Linked DNA regions of Sus scrofa: region 2 is linked to region 1. Evidence: chromatin contacts called from public HiChIP or PLAC-seq data. All regions are on one chromosome and are shown on one strand. Each heading gives the region's core, a stretch centred on a gene start, on an enhancer-like site or on the middle of the called end of the contact. The rest is flanking DNA. Distances are from core to core; before and after follow the strand shown.

What was found. HiChIP or PLAC-seq counts read pairs in DNA pulled down with a chosen protein or histone mark.
Region 2: a contact with region 1 is called in an H3K27ac HiChIP or PLAC-seq map of alveolar macrophages. The contact joins the promoter of NMNAT3 here to the promoter of COPB2 in region 1. A contact is called at or near these places in 1 of 47 Hi-C or Micro-C datasets (liver) and 1 of 2 datasets of contacts at active chromatin or transcription factors (alveolar macrophages).

The regions. Positions count from the first base shown.
Region 1 is chr13:80,263,171-80,266,376 of Sscrofa11.1, reverse strand. COPB2 (coatomer subunit beta') reads left to right here and starts at 1,585. Exons shown (of 23, transcript XM_021069531.1): 1 at 1,585-1,708. The coding sequence starts at 1,706.
Region 2 is chr13:80,555,154-80,558,359 of Sscrofa11.1, reverse strand. NMNAT3 (nicotinamide/nicotinic acid mononucleotide adenylyltransferase 3) reads left to right here and starts at 1,552. Exons shown (of 4, transcript XM_021069536.1): 1 at 1,552-1,828.

The sequences.
Region 1 (3,206 bases), core at 336-2,835:
CTCAGGCCTGAGGTATACGTTTATTCTTTTTTTAATTTTTGCTTTTTAGGGCTGTACCTGGGACATGTGGAAGTTCCCAGGCTTGGGGTCAAATCGGAGCTGCAGCCGCCAGCCTATACCACAGCCACAGCCACCCCAGATCAGCTGAGTCTGTGACCTACACCACAGCTCAGGGCAACACAGGATCCTTAACCCACTGGAGGAAGCCAGGGATCCAACCATCATCCTCTTGGATACTAGCTGGGTTCGTTTCTGCTGCACCACAGTGGGAACTCCCATTTATACATTTATATGCACCAAGAGGGCAAGTGTTATTAGGCCTGTGGTGTTTAAAAAATTAAGTTGAAATAATTTATTTTTAAAAGGTGGAATGTAGGAAGGTGGTGGTAGGCAAATGCTCTAGCACTTAATTTTGTAACCCCTATGGTGCAGGTCCTTATTATAGTGTTCAACTACCTTAATGAAGATATACTTTGGTATAGTAGAAAGAGTACAAGACTTCCATACTAGTCCAGTATCAAATTCTGCCTCTACCATTTACTATGTGGCCTTGGCCTGGACACTTAAATTCTTTAAGCCTTAGTTTTCTCATCAGTAAAATGGACATAATTCAGATCTGATGCGAAAATTTAAGAGAAAAGGCTGTTTGGCATACAGCTGAATATCAATAACCAGTTTCTAAAAGAAAGAACAACACTGCAAAATAAAAGTTAAATTTTTACCAAAAAATGAAACAAAAGCATGGACAACGTGGTCGATGCTCAATAAAAGCAGGTCAAGCAGCGTCGGATACTCCCATCTCCTGGGGAGATCCAGAGCCTGAAGGCTCTTTTCTACCCTCCGAGGGGAAGCTCAGCCCGCAGTTCAGGCCACATCTTTCCAGCCTCAATCAGTGCACCAGTAGAGAATTCTCTGGGCTTTGTACTCAGGCTCACCAGGGCACAGCGGGCTGGAAGCCTCGCCTGCCTTTCTTTCTTCCCTCTAACTCCTTCAGAGGAGCCCTGACAGCGCTGCTCAGCCCCTGTGACAAAATTACACCAAGGGGCAGTTTCTCCAGCCATTAGTGTTTGGATTAAACATTCTGCTTTTTGCCATTTTTTTTTTCTTCTTTTTTTGTCACTTTTTTTTTAGGGCCGCACCTCCGGGTATATTTAAATCCCAGGTCAGGGGTCCAATAGGAGCTATAGCTGCCGGCCTACGCCACAGCCACGCGCGGTTCCACACACAATTCCAGCCCCGTCTGGTACCTACAAGACAGCTCACAGCAAACGCGGGATCCTTAACCACTGAGCGAGACCAGGGATCGAACCTGCATCCTCATGGATAGCAGTCGGGTTGTTTCCTCTAAGCCTGGAGGGGAATCCCCCCATCTTTTCTGTCTCTCGGTTTTCCGATTCTCATTCACCCTCAGCAGACCCAAACCACCGCGCAGAGTAGTAGAGGCCACACCCCAATTTGCTCCAGCGGCTCCAGGTCTGCCGGGGCAGTTTGGAGGCCACGTTGCCTAGGAAATTGGGGCGGGGCTTGGCAAACGTCAGCCCTGCGCCGGCTTTGCGCAGGCGCTCTGGCCCTGGCCTCTACTATCGCGAGAACTCCTCCCGGAAGTTCCACGTCAGTCCGTCGGCGGGTCAGTGGTAAGGTGGGTCTGTCTTGGGACTGCTTGCCGGTAGCAAGCGAGGACGCCCGGACTTGGACCGACGGAGCCATGGTAGGTCCAGGCCCTGCAGGAGGGAGCGGGACTCCTGCGGCCCAGGTCATTACCTGGAGCTCCTGGCCTGGGGACCACAGTCAGCAGCAGCAGTAGCCTGGGCTCCCGCTGCGGCCGCCGCCTCAGGCCTTGCGGGGCCCTGGTCCAGTTTGAATTCTGGGAGGGAGAAGGTGATGGGTGGTTTGGAGAGGTAATGGCTGGAATTGAGGGGTCCCTGATTCCGGTGGTTACGGCGTCGCCAGAGCTTCTGAACTCTGCAGCGGGGTCCGTGGTGTAGGGAAATAGCAGGAGACCGAAAATGTCGATTTCCTTAGAAGGCCTTGACAAAACTACTCATTCTGCCTTTAAAACGGTGATAGCTGATTTTGCACTCATGTTGGGCTTGTTCTGGTATAGTGTGTGCTGACTACAAACTACGAACTTAAACAGGCACGCTTCCATCCCACCCCAGTAAGTATATAGAGAATCAGAGGTGGAATTTAAAATTCCCAGCTTACGTTTTAAGGAGAAAAGACTTGGGGAATTGTATATAAAACTGGTTGGCATGCTTTTCTACATTTGCAAATGGAGTAGCTGGTAAGAATGGCTGTAATGACAGCATTTTTTATCACCTCCAAATATGCTCTAAAATGCTTTTGCACAAAAGTGTTATATTAAGAAGAAAAATAATACAATAGCGTGAGAATTCCTTTCCAAAAATATGTAAGAGAGTCAGTATTTTGTATTTAAACGTTTTCCTGCTTTTTTGCATTTGTTAGGAAGCACAGGTGCAAAGATTTTTGGAGGTTGAAGACCTTAGGGATTAAGAAGTCTAAGTTCCTCACCTTGCAGTTAAAGAAAGAAAAAAAAATTAAAGTTTGTTTAAGGCTAATTGATGCAGAGTTTTAACTACAACAGAGGTTGATTCCCTAGAGATAGTGGTAAACTTTATGGATACTTATAGAAGAAACATAGAGAAACACAGTGTTGCATAAAATTTCAGGAGGTTCACTCACAGGCACCCTCCATCCTCATCCCTGAACTTTCTGGGTCCCCAGAGCCCCTGAACAATACTCAATTTCACCACCTCATATTACCAGTGATCTGCTCTGGGGTGTGCTGTGCTTTTAGCAACAGACGGTTTTTGGAAACAGCCCTCACATCTGCCTATCTTAGTTTTCTTTTCCAATCTTTTTAAACACTTTTCCAAGTGTTTTTATAATGAAATAGTTAATTATCTAACACTTTTAAAATCTTTTATATAAGACACAAAATGTGAATTTATTTATTCACTTATGTAGTGTAGAATGTTTACTATGTGCCATGGATTTTGCTTAAACCTTTGCCTCCTAATTCTCTCAGCAGTTGGGAGAGTGAGTTATAAATGTTTACAGAGTGGTAACACTAAGCCAGGCACTGTTCTAAGTGCTTAACACGGAATTTAATTCTCATCACACACAGAGGTAGGTAATAATCAATAGTTTACATATGTCAAACCTCAAAGAAGTTAAGTTGCCCT
Region 2 (3,206 bases), core at 303-2,802, 290 kb before region 1:
GCTGGTAGCTGTAGCTACAATTAGACCCCTAGCCTGGGAACCTCCACATGCCAGGGGTGTGGACCTAAAAAGCAAAATAAATAAATAATAAATAAATAAGGGGAAAAATTATCCTCTTACATATAGATATGAAGCCACTTAATCTTCCCTGAAGGGTTGTTACCTCCAATTTCAGAGAAGGATCCTGAGGCATCAGAGGTAAAGTGACTTTGCTCAAGGTCACCCAGTTGAGCCACGTCTCACAGAGTAAGGGAGTTACTCCTGATTCTCAGGAGCTGGACAAGGGAGGAAGGAGAATGAATAGGTGAGAAGGGAGGCAGAGCAGAAGAAGGGAAAGGACTGAACTCACCTGGGAGAGAAGGGGTGTCTGGAAGTGGTGGACACTGCTTCTTCAGTCTGAATAAGGAGGGATGGACCAGCCCCTTCACCTACACACTTACTAGGTACTATCTGTGTTCTGCCTTTGCTGATAAGTACAGACCCTCCTAAAAGTGGGGAGAGCATGCCTGTCCAGCCAGCCTATTGGGAGCACCTTGAGGATCTGGTGACCAGACAGGGGCCCAGAGCCAGCTTTACAAAACACTCTATACTAAGAATCCATCACGGATGCTACGAAAGCTGAGAGTTAGGTGTGCAGCGATCACAAGACTTTGGCATCACCCTTGATGTCTCTTTTTGCGCACCTCAGTTCATTCCGTCAGGAAATCCTACTGGCAGAAACATGCACCTTGACCTTCACTGCCCCTGGAAGGACTGGGAGTTATGGCGGGTTCTGGGTGAGCAGAGGAAGAGAAGCCACACTCAGGAAACAAATTCAGGATATAAATTACCTACAAAGATCTCAGAGGACATGGACCTGATTCCCCAAGGCCAAAGGATTTTGTTGTGATTGCTTTTCTCATTCTAAATAAATGTTCATTTGCAAGCCTTTGTTCTGTAGGGCTCTCTAAAACAGCCCTCATTCTCCCCTCCTCCCACAATTGTATAAGCTTCAAGTCCCAGAAAACCTTCATCCACTCCTTGTTTGGGGTCTCAGAGCTCGCCAGGGCAGGACTTGAGAACAGAGGTGTAAATTTGTCAGCAGAAGGGAGGCAGGGGCGCAGTGAGAGAGTAAATCCTCATCTAACATGGCAGAAAGTCAATAGATAAATCAAGAAACTGCTATGTAAGCTTATTTTTTAGCGACCAGGGGGTAACCACGAGAAGAATTCAACACAGGAACTGATGATATAAAGGACTGTATGTGCAGCGCAAGGGAGAGGGCCCTGTTGCTTTCATTATAAGAACATCTCGCTAATTTTATTTTGTAAAAAGTACTTATGCCTTGCTTTGAAATATTTTTAATTCGATATTTTAAAAAAAGTAAAAATAAGGAATAAAACAGAATATAAAACGTAGGAAAATAAAATGCAAACTCTCACAGGAAATAAAAACGCCAGTGGGGGGGGGCGGGCAGTGGGCGGGGCTTTTGAGCAAGGGGGCGGGGCACAGGTCCTGTTCTCCTCGGGGCCCGGCCCTGACGAGAAAGGAAAGCAAGGGGGCGCGGGTGGTTTCTCTCTGACTCCGCCCATCGCGGGGAGCCGGGATCGCGCAGGGTCAAGTTCACCTTAGACCCGCCCTCTCACCCCCAGCGCGGGGGCGGGGCGGGAAGGTCCCGGGCTCCTCCACCGTGAAGGGCGGTGCTTGCGGAGCCCTGCAACAGTCCCCGCCAGGCTACGTGCTGAGTCGCGGGCGGGCAGAGAGCCCTGGTTCTGCACGTCCGAGCCCACAGTTCCCTGTAGGCCTCCAAGGCACGCCGAGTGTCTCTGCGGAGCCCCGCAACGCGCAGGTAAGCGCAACCAGGGCCGCGCCTGTTGACCCCGCCTCTACCCTCGCGGGCGCCCGCGAAAACCTGGCCCGCTCCAAGACGACAGGTGGCGGCGGGACGCGGAGCCCCGTAGACAGTACGGGTCGGATGGACCCCAGAACGCCTTTTCTCTACCGCCGCGTGCAGCCCTTTTTCGGCTCAGCATTATCACCCTTGCCTTTGCACTGCGTGGTTCAAACAGATCCCACCTTAAGTTCTTGCGCACTCAGCAGTTATAAAAAAGTATCCACCAAATCCTGCGTACCCCTGGGCTCAGTACTGGGGATACAGTGGTAGGCCAACGAACAGTGGTGGCCACCCCTCTTGGAGCTTGCAGTCTGGTGGGAGAGACCCATAGCAAGTAGGTATTCTCCACACCTGAGTGTGAAAATTAAAACTGTGAAGATTGGAGTCACCTGTGCTGGGAGAACTTTTAGCCAGAGCTCCCATTTGTAAAGGATGTACTTCAGTTTGAAGAGCAGAGTTCCAAGGTGGAAAACCACAGAGCAAACACATTTTGCTGGGAGAGAGTGTGGCTTGTTTGAGGAAAGGCAGGTCAGTAGTGGCGGGTACAGAGAGCTAGGAGGAAAGCAGGTTTCTCAACTTCCTACTCTGTAAAGTGGCACTGTTCCTGCCCATTGGCAGTTGAGACCCTGAATGTCAATGACTTAGTTGTGTTCTGAGCGTTTGGTGAGTGAAGTAAAGATGAAGACCTCTGTTGATGGAGCAGGGCATAGATCTGGGCTGAACACAGTATTCTGCTGCTGGGCAAACTCACTTCCCCTCTCCTGCAGTCCTGTTGCCTCATCTGAGTCAAATCTCTCAAACAGCTGGGCCTCTAAAATGATGACTGCTTTAGCCATTCATTCTTGAAATATTTAACTGGTGCCCACTTCACACTGGCCTTGTCCTCCTGGAGCTCAGGTGGAGTGGGCCAGGTGAAGGACACTGACAGTACCAGCCTGGTGAACGTGGTGCTTTGGAGAGGGTTTGACGCCCTGGCCTTATCAGGGAAAGCCCCTCTGCTTCTGCCAGAGCCACGTTTACATTTCACAGGAAGCCTCACCTGTCACTGCCAGCTCCACGAGTCCCCTGGGAACATAAGGCTCACACTCCTCAGCTGAGCGTCCTTTCTCACTTTCATAGGTGGTGTCACCCTCCCCCCAAACTGGCCAGAAAACTCCCAAGAGGCAGCAGCTCTGCTGGTCCCTCACTCAGGACCACTAGGGTTTAGGAGAGGTTTTTAGGCTTCAGAAAGCACCTAGCTGGTGACAGCTTGGTGTGTTTTATTGGTTTGAGTGATGCTGATTCCTTCTTTGGCTCAGTTTATTCTGTTGGTGTAGACTGTGGATTTGCTCCA